Regions from separate parts of the Gossypium hirsutum genome. Here regions 2 and 3 are each linked to region 1. The links are chromatin contacts, called in public Hi-C maps. All regions are on one chromosome and are shown on one strand. Each heading gives the region's core, a stretch centred on a gene start, on an enhancer-like site or on the middle of the called end of the contact. The rest is flanking DNA. Distances are from core to core; before and after follow the strand shown.

Region 1 (4,921 bases), core at 1,677-4,176:
ACCTAAATAAGTGCCAAGATTTTGAACTTCCTGAAAACCAAATATTTGAGAAATTTGATTACGGACACCACCTTCAGTAGCCTTGGAAAAATAGATATTGCTCTTCCCAACACTTATTCTATGCCCAATTTTGCACAAAATTGCTTAAGGATAGAATCCAACAGACAAGCTTGCTCCAATTGCGCTTTGCAGAAGATCACCAAGTCGTCAGCAAAAAAATAAATGTTAATCTCAAGGCCCGACCAAGATAGACAAATTGAATTCCATTTTCCAACATCTTTATTAGCCCGAATGCTGTGGCCCAAACCCTCCATGCAAAGGAAAAAGAGATAAGAAGATAAGGGACATCCTTGATGAATTCCTCTAGCCGGTTTAAACATCCAAATAGACACTCCATTCTAAAGAATTTGCATAGAAGTTGAAGTTATAGCGGACACAATAACTCTTCTTAAAAAGATAGGTATACCCACTGCAGTCAAAGCATCATGAATATAATCCCAACTTACCCTGTCATAAGCTTTCTCCAAATCCAGCTTAATAGCCATCCACTTTCTCCCCATTCGTTTGCAACGCATAGAATGAATGACTTCTTGCGCAAGAATAATATTGTTTGAAATGTTGCGACCTGCTATAAAGCCAGCTTGTTCTTGAGAAATTAGATTTGGAAAAATGACCTTAAAGCGGTTAGCGATAACTTTCATCACTAACTTATAAAGAACAGAGCACAGACTGATGGGCCGAAACTGGCTGATATCTTCTGGGCTTCCTTTTTTGGGAATTAGAACAATCAAAGTGTTATTTAACTCCTGTTCGATCGGACGCCCAGCAAAGACACCCTTGACCCACTAACATACATCCTCCTCAAGGATATTCCATTGTCTTTGAAAGAAATGTGCGTGAAAACCATCACTACCAGGCGCTTTCAGAGGTGCCATATCGAATAAAGCTTTTTTGATTTCCTCATTTATGACTGCCTCCTCCAAAAAATTCAGCTCCATAGAAGTAAGGCTAGGAAAATCAAAATTAGAATTGTTTCTCAATACAGGAGGGGCCTCACCATAAAGCCATTCAAAAAATTCTACCGTCTTCGATTGTAAAGTATCTTGATCACAACACCACTCCCCATTGTCGAGACGTAAGGCAATAATACGATTGAATTTCCTTCTTCTGATTGTACGACTATGATAAAACTTTGTGTTATGATCTCCCAATTGAAGCCAATTGCAGCGAGCTTTTTGCCTCCAAAGCAAATCCTCATGTTCCAGTACATTTTCTAACTCATCTCGAACATCCATCTCTTTTTTTGCCATATAACTAGAGGGGAAATGATCAAAGGCCTTCTAAATGTTGTACAAATCCATCTTGAGATGCCACTTACGGGTCCCCAAAAATCTGTACACATTCCTATTCCAAACTTTAATAGAAGAGGTAAAATTACACAAAGAATCAGCCATATTACCTGAGAAATTCCACTTCTCTTTAACAAAGGTGGGAAAGTGCTATGCAGCGTCCACCCTAGAAGGAATCTGAAGGGTCTTCCAATAGCCGAATCCGTATCAGGTTTAGTAGACAATAAGAGGGGTCAATGGTCAGACTTAATGCGGGTGAGATGATAGACTAAGCATTGAGGAAACGATGCCATCCATTCATCATTAGCTAAGGCCCAATCTAATCTAACAAAAGTATCCCCTCGTTGCCAGGTGAAAGAGGGACCACAAAACCATAAATCCTGCAATTCACAAGAGTCAATAAAATTTCCAAAATAATCACATCTCTTACCTCTAGTATATGGACTTCTTTTATCTTCAGATGACGAGATAGCGTTGAAATCACCCATAATTAGCCAAGGAAAAGATTGATCAGGGGAATTAGCTTTAAGCCCTTCCCAAAGAGATTTTCGTTTCAATCTGTTCGGACTACCATACACAAAGGATATGAAGAAAGATTTATTAGGAATAAAATTATCAACACTTATAGAAATAAATTCCAGATGATTTCTAACAACTTGAATCTTAATCGAATCCTTCCAGACAATCCAGATACCACCTGAAAAATCAATAGATTCCACCCGATGAGAAAAATTAAAACCCAACTGTTCAATAATAAGATTAGCTTTTTTACCACTCACTCTAGGTTCAACCAAACATACTATATCTGGGTTATGCTCGGCTTGATATTCCCGAAAAGCTCGAATGAAATTCCTGCTCACACACTCTTGACAATTCCATGAGAAAATTTTAAGATTTAAATCCATAAAAATTAAAAATATATGAAAATTTAAAAACAAAAGATAAATCCAAAAAAAAAACACACAAAAAACAACTTAAATAAAACCCAAGAAACCCTTTACTGTTCGAGATTGCTTAAACCCCCCAAATTATTATCAGTTCTGGTTAAACCTCCAGAGTCTAAATTTTTATGCGAAAGTGCAGCAATGTTAACCGCGAGCTGCTCCATGGACTTTTTCAACGACACCCTTTGAGAACCGGAGTTCTTGAAACGAATGTTGCTACCGTGAGAAAACTTATTATGTTTGGTGAAGATTTTAGTTCCCTTCGTTTTGCCTTTTTTACCCAAGCCGATAAACCCCTCTTGAGCCAAGACTAAGGAATTATTTGTGGGAGGAGCACTGCTCCGGTTGATTTCACTTTCATTCCCTAAAAAAGTCACTGCCGAATATCTTCCTCAATCAAGGTGAGCCACTGGTACTGCCACTGCTTTAGGTTCACCTCCATTCAAAATGGCAGTAGGAAGATGAAGAGAGGAGGATTCACCTGCATCTTTAGAAGGATTCTCGACGGAGAAGGCGCTGGTTGTTGCTCCCGCTGTAAAAATTTGCCTGCAGTTTCCAGTAGCAGCGAGGCTTGACTTGACCACTCCTGCCGGGCCGTTCTGTTCCAGGTGATCACGGGCCGCTACATCAACAATGTCCAAGCCCGTATCTATTCCTTTAGAAAGCAGCAAGTGATCCTTAGATTTGTCTTGGACCAGACTAGGTCTTATTTCAGGCCCATTATTATTTTTATTGAGCAACCCAGATCCAATAATAGAACCCACCTCTACGTATTTGTCTGTATTAACCTTAGTTCCCGTTAGTTTGGGCTGACCATTAAAATTTGCCCCAATTTTATGATTATGTTGATTTCGAACAGCAATAGAAATCCCATTAATGATTTCTTTCCCTTTTGAACTCCGAATAACAGTAGAATCTCCATCTATGATTTCTTTGTCGAATTTCCTATTACTTAACCCATTAGAACGGGAAACTTCCTTACCCTTCCCATGGAATCCAGCATCCTTCTGACCGTTATTCCTAACTTTCCTCCTTGATTTCCTTTCCACAATCATCCATGGCTCGTAATTCTCGTCTTTCTTCTCCGGTTCTTCCCTAACCAAATTTGAATTCTCCAATATCATTTCTGGTGACATATTGTCCTCTTCAGCCACTGATTCAGCAATTTTAAAGGAACAATTGTTTTCCACATGACCATATCTCCCACAATGAAACCAAATAGTAGATAAGGACTCATACTCCACCTTCTGCAATCGTCCATTGATTAGAATATGAGAAATCAATGGATTGTCAAGGTTGACATAAACCGCCAATCTGGCAAAACGACCCGTGCCCTATTGTCAGTATTCATATCAAGTTTAACCACCTTCCCGACCAACTTCTCAATTTCTGTAATGACCATGCGATTGTATAAATAGCTAGGAAGAGCAGGGAATCTGATCCACTCCATGACAACGCTTGGGTAGGCCTGGGCAGGGTCGAAAGCCAACGTCCAAGGCTAAACGGTCAAGTACTGACCAAAAATAATCCACGGCCCTTCAGAAAGAACTTTTTCATAGTCTAGTTTATTCTGAAATTTAACTAGGAAATATCCGTTTTCTATGTCCATTGTCGAAACTATTTTTTAAATGGATGTTTGAAAAATAGGAATCGACTTTTGAAAAATAAAAACGGGAGTCGCCGCCAACCTTTTTAGGTGTGATTGGATCACTTTATAAAACATTTTGGTCTATTAAATTATGAGAAAATAGGTTCGGGAGTCGGTTATGCACGAGGAATGATTAGCACCCTCGTAACGCCCAAAATTGGTACCAAATTAAATAATTTTGTCTTAATGCCAGAAATTTGAAAGAATTTAGAAATAAGATTTCCTTAAAACTGTAAAAAAATCGAGATTCATTCTTTTTAAAAGAGTACAAACATCACTTTCAGCATGATTAGACACGATATTTTTAAGCTTTCGTAACTAAAATTATCTCATAATTTGTAAAACTCGTTTAAAAGGATGTTTGAGATATTTAGACAAACAGGAAATCGCAACCTAGCATGTTAGGGCACTATTTCTTGAATTCTTAAATATAAAAGACATTGTCTTGTTTTTTAAGATTCCTTTAAGTTAAATGGAATTTAAAAAAAAAAACAATGATGCATTTAACCTATTACAAAAGGTCAATATTGGATTAATTAAGCTACATATTTTAATATTTCATACAAATGTAATGTAATAAATGATAATTACGACATACGTCACATAATACTTTGATATTTCATGCATATATAATCACAAATAATATTAATAAATACATTATTATTTCATGCAAGCCAAAAATGGCAAAGATAATAATATCTTATGTAAGAATACGACATGATGAACAATGAGGATAAAATATATAATCATACTTCATGACAATATACCTTACATAAATAAATAATTTTCATGTAAACTTATAAAATCAATGATAACAAGTGACTCGTGCAATGAATTTATATCAAAACAGTTAACACAAATATATTAGTATCATACGAACATATATAAAGAAAATAAAACTTAAAAAGAATCACATATTTAGTACAATAAACAAATACGGGGAATTTTTAAAGTGTTTAATAAATACTAAAACGTAGTAT
Region 2 (4,921 bases), core at 1,268-3,767, 370 kb before region 1:
TTTCTCTAGAGGTACCTGTATCGCAGCTTTAGTTTGCCAACTACACTATTTTGGGCCATTTTAACTCTTTAGGGTCTATTTTGAGTCTCGAAAACTTCTAAATAATTTCAAATTTATTCTATAGTCCCTAAACCAACTCAAACTTGGTTTTATTATTTTTATAAAAATGTTTTAATTTTTGAAATTTTAAATAACTTGGATATTTCGATAAGTACGTGCTCCGATGACACCTTCCACTTGTACTGTATGTAAGGACAGGTGTGAGGTGTTACAACACATGTAATTCATTATCTCTATGTTGATAAGTTTTTAGTGATTTTGCATATATAAGAAAATACGGTTCATTGAATACATATGTTAAGCTCAAAAGAATTTGCATCACAAATATTGTTTTTCATGTAGAAGACAAATTTTGTTAGTAAGTAATCTAAATATATTTGTAGTTCATTAGAGTAACGTACAAATGACAAAGCGAAAGGGGCATAGATGTAATTAATTTACTTGTAGGTAATTAAGTTCATGAGGTTATGAGGAGCAAGTAACTTATCTTGGCCATGAAAGTGGAAGTGACTCATAGTAGAGACATGGATGTGTTAGTCTAGAATAACAACACATTGGGCTGAACACAAGATAAATTAATTTTAAATCATTTATAGATTAAGTCTCTTGATACATTCTTTGTGTTCTTACCTTAATCCTAAGTATGTGAATGACTATTTATGTATAACTTGTATACTTCGATGTATTGATAACTAATGCAACTCGAAGTAGTGGCAAAAAGGTTGGTACATTGGGTATACAACTTATTCATGATATAGCTTCACTTATAGATAGTGGAATTATAGCTTGAATACAGAGCCAATGGCATCCCCTTAAAGTCATTATGTAGTTTATGTAAATGGAACTTGATCAGGGGTATTTCATGGTGACTTAAATCATTCAATGAATTATTAATAATTTACATCATGGAAAATATAATGAAGCTTTAAAAAAAATTGATCAAACTAAAACCTAAAGGGATCACAAGCGCCTTGTGAGAGTAACATACACATGAAGTCATTAGACAAAGCTTTATTTGTTACCTTTCATAATAGTAAATAAGTGAGAGTCTAGTCATAATACTTTCAATGGTCTGACTCCATGACTAATAATGATGTAATTAATAGATAAAAAGTCGAAACTTATTGGTAAAGTTGTGTGACCCAAATTCCTGTTAAATAAAATAAGAGATTGCTTGCAAGTTAAGTTAAACAAAATATATGTTCTTTCTAAAAGATTTAGTATTTATTAGTATAATATATTTAACATTTATTAACATAATTTATTTGACCTGCAAATTTAGCCTAAAAATAGGCTCTTTTACAACCTTAGAAAAATACTCATTAAATATTAAAACTTATAACACTTTTGGAGAATTCTGTGTTTACGTTTTATTAGGTTCTTTGTTTTCAGGTTTCGAGGTTTAGTTTTTTTTTATCTCCATCTTTTGTACTCTTTGTTCTTTTGTCATTATAGTAAAATTATCTTTGCCAATAGTTTTTTTATTCTCTTTGGAGGGTTTTTTCACGTTAAATTTGTGTGTTCAATTTCTCAATTTTTTCCGCTATTTTTACTTGTTCGTTGCTTAATCGGGTCAATCCCCAACAATTAATTTACTTAATTACATATTATTTTATCTCATATTATATATGTTCATTCAATCTCTCCACTAGCTCAAAATAATTCTAAATGCATTTAATATTAACACTAGCATGAAATTGTAAAAGATTGAACAAGGAAAAATAGTTCACCACAATGCTTATCATAGATAGCCTTACAAAGTTCGGAAATTAAGATTTCTTATCGAAAACTCCAAATCGGACTCCAACCTAATTCTAATTTAATTTAAAATCTATTTTAAAACTACTTGAAAATCTAACCTAATTTAAATAATCTAATCAGAATTAAAACGTAAACCTCGTATCAACCTTAAGAAGCAAAAATCATATTTAAATCTAAATAAATAATTATAAAAAAATAACATATCTAATCTAAAAAAATCCAATCAAACTTAAAATCTAAATATAATAATACTTGTAATACTGATGTTGCAAATTCACCATGCAACGACCCCTGCTTGCAAACTCTGAAACACGGAGAGGCTCATCTGGAAATTTCCCCTCCGTGCCTCTATAAAATCCAAATGAAAGGTTTCCTCTTTGTTTTTCTTTCTGCGGTCTCTGGTGGCGAGCACGGTGGCCGGTACAAAAAGGCTTCTTTTTTGTTTTGAAAATGGTTTTTGAAAATATTTCTCAGATCTGATTTTTAGATTTGACGAGAATAAAAGAATAAAAAGGAAATGAAATGAAAAAGGATAAAAAAAAAGGTGTGGTTTTTTTTAGTCTTATTTAACATTATTTGATCTGTTTTGCTTCAAATTTGTGCTGTAAAAAATTGTTTGTCATTGTGCTAATTTACCCATTGTACTACCTGTTTATACTACCAAATTTGATTTGTAAAAAATCTCTTCTTTTTTCCTTCTTTGTGGGGGTGCATGGAGGGGCTAGGGTCTAGAAACCCTAGTAGTAAGCTTTGATGACAAATGGGCCTTAGGACCAAGACTAAAATTAAAATGGATTGGTAAAATAAACGGGCTTTCAATGGGCCTAAATAACTAATTTTTAAAAAATTTGGACTAAAAATGAAATGGACAATGAGTTATTTGGGCTTCAGTCAAAATCGAGCCTTAGTAAGGGGTGGTCTCAAAATGATCTTATCATAACATAATGGGATTTTAAGGTTTAGGGTTTAGATACTTTCTAATCTACCTCATAAAATGAAATCTAACCAAACTAGAAGCACACTGTTATTAAATTGAAATCTAATTTTAGATTTAAAACTTTGTGTTCAAAATTCAGGAGTTTATTTTTATTTTTATTTCTTACAATCAATTTTCGATATGTATATCCATTTAAAACATTTTTTAAAAATCGATTTTAAAAATAAATTCCAACTTAAAAGTAACCATGAATGGCCAAATTTTAATTATCAAAAGTCCAATTTACTTTATTAATTGAGAAAAAAAATTAAGTTTAGCACATATCTTAAAGATTCAACCTTTAATCTTAACTCAAAATCAAATAAGATTTAATTCGCTTCCAAAATTATTAGAAGGTCGATCTCAACTTTAATAAAATACAAATAACACCTAATTCAATAAAATCAAAACTTAATAAAATCGAAATTGATTGTCTAGACAAAATTAGGTGTCTACATATAAAAATATTAGTTCAAAAATAAATATTTAGTTGGGCCACAAAATAATGTTCATTATTTACTTTTAACTACAAGAGTATAATATCACATTCAAATAATAATTACAACCAAATAAATCCATTAAGAAATATTTGGGGGATTGAACGTATAGAAAAATGGTACGAATGACTTCAACTACTCTCTTGATTCAGTAATTAAATAAGTTACTAGTATAAGACAATAAAGTAAAAGTCAAGTAGAAACCAATAAATGGTAAATTGAATGAAAATGCAATAAAAGAAACAATAACTCGATTCACTAATGTAGTGGATAAGGATCATTTTTAGTCAATGACAATTAATAACCAATAACCTATATAAAATTAGACTCGATCAAAAGTTAATGATATGGATGCACCTTTAGATTTAGGCCAAGTGCTAAAGCACAATTGTCATTACAACACCTTCCTCAATGTTTCCAAGTAATTTAACAATTTACCAACCTCTTACAAAGTGCAATGTTGTCGTCAATTTTGTTTTTCGTGAAATAATTTGTAACACCCACTATTTAACCGGATCGTCGGGTCCAAGTACTGGATGCTACACTAACTCATATGACTTAATAAAATTTCAATTTTTGATTTAATTACATAATTAACGAAGTAGGTTTTATATTCTAATTGCTAATACAACTTGTACATAGCTAGTGATAGACTCCTAAAAGCTTTATGTCCAACAAATGTATAGAATTTCTTTATGAAAGAACAAATACATATACAATCAACTTATACCCTGAGGCGAGGCCTCTACGGGTGCCCCTCTATATAAATGGACAACTACTGTGCACTACTTAACTTGTCAGAGTCTGACTTGGTCCTTCTTGATTTGTCCAGGTAATTAGTTAACCAGCATTCAAGCATAAATTCTTATAAGTTCGAAAGAAAGTAATGAGATCTGTACGTATAATTATATGTAATTCCCTTAAAAATTTTCTATGGAACTGAGTTTTCTGGTTCGAAAGTAAACTCCCTGGGTTTAATTGGAGATTTCATGAACCGAGTTGTCAAGACCCATGACTTAGGCGCTCTAAGCCATTTATTGGCGGACCTAGATTCTTGATCAGCTTGAAATCATGATTTCACGTTAGGGTTTCACCCTTCTTATTTTCAAAACACGTGACTAATTCTTGTAATCAATTTTTCCAACTGGCGATACTCCGCGTTACCCACAATATTGTTGTAACGCAAGTCCTTACCAGAATACATTCTTTTTTCCATTGGGGAAAGTGCCTACAATGTGGCTCTTATAGCACTAGCCCTTTTCGTACATTCGTTAAGTTGCTTCATTGCATACGACATTTACCTTAGACGAAGCAACAAGATCAATACTATTTTTTAATGGTTTTGAAGAACCCCTATTTTCTACTATCTTTCGTCGGGCTTTACTGGCTAGTCAGCATTGAACAGTCCTTTCCTCCCACAAAATTCTTATTAACCTACCCAACCTTCTTGGCTAACTTTATGTTGATTCACAATTTTTTTACTGTATTCTATTACAACCTGTTCCGTGTCAGCTTAAACCGTGTAGATCCACAGTTTCCCTGATAGAACCGTCTTGTTGTACATTATGTAGACTTTCTTACCAAATGAGTCTATCCCTCTATTCACACTTACTGGGTTAAAACTTAC
Region 3 (4,921 bases), core at 799-3,298, 340 kb before region 1:
TAGGGTCCGTCTATTTGATGGGTTCTTAATTTTAAGTTCATTATGTTTTATTTTTTGGGTAGTATTTAAATTTTGTGGTTCTTGTTGGAACAATATTAGTTTTTATGTAATGGTACTGGAATTTGTTGAGTTTGATGTGCGCTTTCTTTTTAAAAGCATTTGAAAATGAGAAACTTTTTAGTTTCTGCGATTGTTGATTGCCATTTATTTTATTTTTTCTTTGAATTTCATTTTTGTATACTGAGGTATTATGTTGATTGATTGAAATGGTGAATTTGAGAATAACGCCCCATTTTCGATTCCAATTTTGGGATTTTATTCATTAGGTGAAAAGTTGAGGTAAAGAATCCCAATTCTGGTTATTTTGTTTTCAATCACATGTTCATGTTCAGCAATTTTTAATGGCAATTGTGAGCAAGAAACTAAAAGATTGTATGGTTCAATTTTAAAGTTGTATTCTTTGTGCTGTGGGAAAGGCATCCATGGAAATGGTGGGTTTTTCATTAAGCCAACTTGCATAATCCTTGGGCTCATATCTTTCTTTTATCTTTGTATTCCCTGATCATGGTTGGATTTGAACATGAATAAAAACTGAAAAAACATTTGGTTTGTCACATCTGCTTGCAGATTTATCACTTATTTTAATTAGTGGTTGAGTTTGTAACATTGGAAGTTTTGAACTGGAATGTGTCTTTAGAAGTCGTTAATGAACTCAATTTTGTGTATACATCTATGATTAGAATTCTTGGAAAGTTCACAACCTTATAATGCATTCATGTAACTGTTTGTAGTAGAGCTTCGGCATTTTCTTCTTCCTTATTTCTTGTTTGTTCTCTCCCTGCAAATACTTGCATTTTATCTCTTGCGGTTCTTTAGAGTAGATCAGACAATGATAGATTAGCTTAGTCATCTAATGGAGGTTCCTGTGTTATTTCAACCCCTGGATTCTCTCTTTCTTTTCTCTTGCAGTTTGTGTACGGATCATTTTGGGTTGTTTGAGGTTAGGGTTATCTGAGTCTGATTCTTTTTGGGTTGGGAAGGTTAGGTGGTGAAGTTATTTCATTTCGTTCTAGGCAATAGTTACATCTATGTTGCTTCGACTGTTAAAGTTGTAGATCTTACCATGGGTATGAGAAATAATAGAAAAACTTGACAATTGTTAAATAAATGGGAGTTGGACACATAGAATAAGGTCTGTGTTACCTCTTCACTAACAATTGTGGGTTGTCATGGATCCTAGAGAGTTGTATTTTGAGCAACCATCTCATTCTGGAGAGCTGTCTGTACATTATATAATATCAAGAGAGAGAGCAGTAAATAGTTTGATTGACTGGCTTTTTAAGGTTTTATTTCTTGTAAAGAAATTATGGACATGGTTGAAAAAACTTGAACCCTCATGTTTGGCGCTTCAATTAATTAAACCCATTACGGGAAGATAATAAACAGATTAGACATTTTTTTTACTATATTATATTAGACTTTTTTTTACTATATTATATTCAAGGATGAAATTGAAATAAAATATTTAAAATGGATTATTTTGGTAAAAATCTAGAATTAATCAAAAAAAATTTGTTATATCGATTTTTGTATCAATGAACAGTCAATTTTTAAATCCATGATTACAGCAAAATAGCGATAATTTCTTGCTTCATCACCCCTCCCCCCTTTTTATCCTATTCCTATTATCTAAATGGGTTAATATAAAAAATCTCTTTGTCAGGCCCAGCAGCCCATTTCATACATACTTTTATATGTAACGTCGCCGTATTGTTCCCCTTTGGGCATTACGCCGGTGATTGTGCCCTCTGACTGGGTACAATGCATCACTTCCTAGAAAATCAATATTCAATTATATAATGTCGAAAACAAAAAGGGGCAAAATCGGAAAACTCTCCCAAATATCAGCGGGAAAAAGAGCCGTTGCTCATTAGACTACCCAAAATTTGGCGCCAAAAACAAAAATTCCCCCTTCCCCCTGCCCGTAAATTCCCGGGCAGCCTACCCTTCTTTCTCTCTTCCCTTTAAGAAATCAAAAGCTTAGTTATAAACATCTCTTTCTTCATTTCTCCCTCAATTCAAAACCCTCTCCTTTTCTTCACTATTATCCCCCCCCTCCAAAAAAAAAACCTTTCCTTTTATTCCATCTTCTCTTCATTTGATAAAAAAAACTCAAGTCTTTTTGCTGATTTCATTCAAACAAACCACCCTTTTCCCCCCTTACTTTGGCTATCTCGTTCACTTGGATTACTCTGTTTTCGCTCTGTTCTAGCCCATTTTCATCAAAAACTAACCATTTCCAAACTTGGGTCCTTTAGTTTTTATCTGATAAAAAATGGGGCTCTCCAAAAAACCACAACTAGATGGGGTGTTAGACAATGAAGGGAAGAAATGGGTAATCACCGGTATCGCTATAAGGACTTCATTGAAGCCAATAAACACGAAACCAAGAGCAAAAGAAAACGAAGAAGCAGAAGAAGAGGAAGCTTGTTCAACAACTCCAACTTCAAAAGAAGCAAAAATACCAGACAAATTAGCATGCCCTTTAGCTCCAAGAAAGCCTAGGCCTCCATTGAGATGCCATTACACTGGGGTTAGGGAGTTCTTTACCCCTCCTGATTTGGAATCAGTGTTCAAGCTCCATGTTGAGAAAGCAAATTGAGTTTATGCTTAAAAAGAAGTGGGGGTTTTTTTTTAGGTTAGAAGCTGATCCTATGCTATCTTCTTTTCTTTTTTTTTTGGGTTCAATAGTCACTCCTCTAACTCTAAGCCAAAGACAAATAGTGGAGAAGAAGAGGTCAAGGTGTACAAAGATATAATATTTCCATGAAATGAGTAGTGTAGCTTTGTTTACTTCATTTTACCTCAAAGTTTTTTATTTTGACTATGATATATATAAAAGTTTCTTGCTTTAGGTATTGCAATATTAGAAGCTAGTTGATAGTGTAATGGAATGGTTTTTGTAACTTGGTTGTAGTGCTTGAAAACTATGAGATTGTTGGGTGATATTCAAATGACAATTTTTTTGATATTTTAAAGTTTTAGTTGGCCACTGAGCAAAGTGACACCATAGTTTGCCTTCAAAATTTGACATATCTAAAGTGTTTGGTCCATCAAATTCTTCGCTGCATTCACTGGTCAGTGCAGGCTCAGTAAATGATTGCCATACGTATTTCATCATGGTTGCAAAAAAATGAACCTGACCACCTGATTTAATCATATAAATTGAATTTAAAAATTATAAAAATGGCAATATTAAAAGAAAATGAGAAAGAATCTTTATTTCAATCAATCTTTGCACTTATTCCAATTTTCTTTCAACTTTCTCTCTCTTTTTTTGTGACTCTACACTCAAAAAATACACACGTGTAGAGTGTAGAGTAGTAGGGGTTTCTTCTTTTTTCATGCACAGTCTTAAAGTTGTCCCAATAAAAATATGGTAAAGCAACCTTCTTTTGCATGGCTGGGCAAATCAATGACGCTGGACTCACTGGACCCATAATATTTCTTCATTATGTTTACATATTATATAAAAAAGTAATAATAATTAACGATATAGCATGATACAAGTTTAATTTATATAATACAGATTATTAACATATTAGAATTTATATAATCAATCTTCTCACATGAGGAAAAATAAGTGGAAACGATAAAAATAAGAATGAATTTGGATGGACAGATTTTTTACTTACGGTTAATATAAAAATAGCGGTGATGATAAAATTAGATAAGTAAGTTAAACGCACTGCACTGTACTCATCGTCCATTCATACCCACCTTAAGTAAGTTGAGTGAAATGGATAAATTATTGTTACTAAACATATGTTAAGTTTTATGTTTAATCTATACTAGTATTTAAATCTTTGGTTGAGTTGATATCAAGAGTCAATTGAACATTAATTCAGTTAGGGAAATTACAGAAATATCATCCCATAATTAAACTAAGTTATATTATTTGAGGGTATTTTAGCATTTTTATTTTAACAAAAATCAATAAAAATATGTATATGGTGAGATTTAAAACCACACCAATTGGATTAATAAGATATTAAATTTACCACTTAATCAAAACTTTATTTTGATAGTATGTACTATTTTTCTTAGAATATTGTGTTGCCTGATTTATTCATATGTTTAAATTTCATTTTACTTACTATTTAATCTATTTTTTATTTTAATTTCATACATATTTCATGTTTTATTATTAATTAGTTTCAAACCATACATTTTATTATTTATTGTGTTATTTTGAAACACAATCCATGTTTTATTTAATGATATGTAATTTTCACATGCATATGCGTATGATAAAGTTTCTAATATTATTTATTCTTTATTTTTTTATAATTTTTCAAAATAAAAAGAAAAATTATAATATCATTAAATAAATTAGTGTCACTCAACTTATAACACTAACATGGACCAAAACTTTTATAATAATATAAATATAAATAAATAATAACTTAAACACAATTTATATATTTATTTATATATAAATATACCAACATAATAAGATTATTCATATTTGTCCGACGCCTAACAATGGCGAACCCCAAGTTGGTGCTAAGTGCTTCTGCTTTATCTGATTATAAAAAAAGACAAAGTAATATTGAGTGGTAAGTTAGAATCCTATGTGGGGATTTTTTTTTCTGACAACAAGAAACTCTTTTTTTTTTTTTTTAAAACTCTTTTGAGCCTTAATATTGGAAGTAGTATATCAAGTACCATTCAATCTTTAATTATATCAATCTAATAAAATATTGACACTTCAAAAAATTGATATAAAGTAATGGAAATTGTTGTCAAACACAGGAAAAAACTTTTAAACCAACACGATTCAAACTTTCAACTTTGTTGATTATATTCCTAATGCATATTAATAGTGGGAAATTTTGTGTTTTTTCATGTTTCCATCTTG

Evidence for each region. Hi-C and Micro-C count contacts between places; a contact is called where the count stands out from the background.
Region 2: a contact with region 1 is called in a Hi-C map of leaf, with 1.9 times the contacts expected there. The contact joins two enhancer-like sites. A contact is called at or near these places in 3 of 34 Hi-C or Micro-C datasets (callus and leaf).
Region 3: a contact with region 1 is called in a Hi-C map of leaf, with 2.2 times the contacts expected there. The contact joins the promoter of LOC107892258 here to the enhancer-like site in region 1. A contact is called at or near these places in 2 of 34 Hi-C or Micro-C datasets (anther and leaf).

Annotation. Positions count from the first base shown.
Region 1 is chrA09:10,309,700-10,314,620 of Gossypium_hirsutum_v2.1, forward strand. No RefSeq gene overlaps it. Among protein-coding and RNA genes, the nearest start is that of LOC107892125, 6.1 kb to the right of the region's middle. Within about 2 kb of position 2,927, at least 9 of the 9 cell types and tissues checked have an H3K27ac peak or open chromatin away from gene starts, as enhancers often do. A contact at or near this core is called in leaf, where this site is marked.
Region 2 is chrA09:9,943,999-9,948,919 of Gossypium_hirsutum_v2.1, forward strand. No RefSeq gene overlaps it. Among protein-coding and RNA genes, the nearest start is that of LOC107892121, 27 kb to the right of the region's middle. Within about 2 kb of position 2,518, at least 6 of the 9 cell types and tissues checked have an H3K27ac peak or open chromatin away from gene starts, as enhancers often do. A contact at or near this core is called in leaf, where this site is marked.
Region 3 is chrA09:9,973,631-9,978,551 of Gossypium_hirsutum_v2.1, forward strand. It overlaps LOC107892258 (cyclin-dependent protein kinase inhibitor SMR6), which reads left to right and starts at 2,049. Exons shown (of 1, transcript XM_016817289.2): 1 at 2,049-2,914. The coding sequence starts at 2,336. The coding sequence ends at 2,662. It overlaps LOC107892121 (40S ribosomal protein S17), which reads left to right. Exons shown (of 1, transcript XM_016817118.2): 1 at 1-190.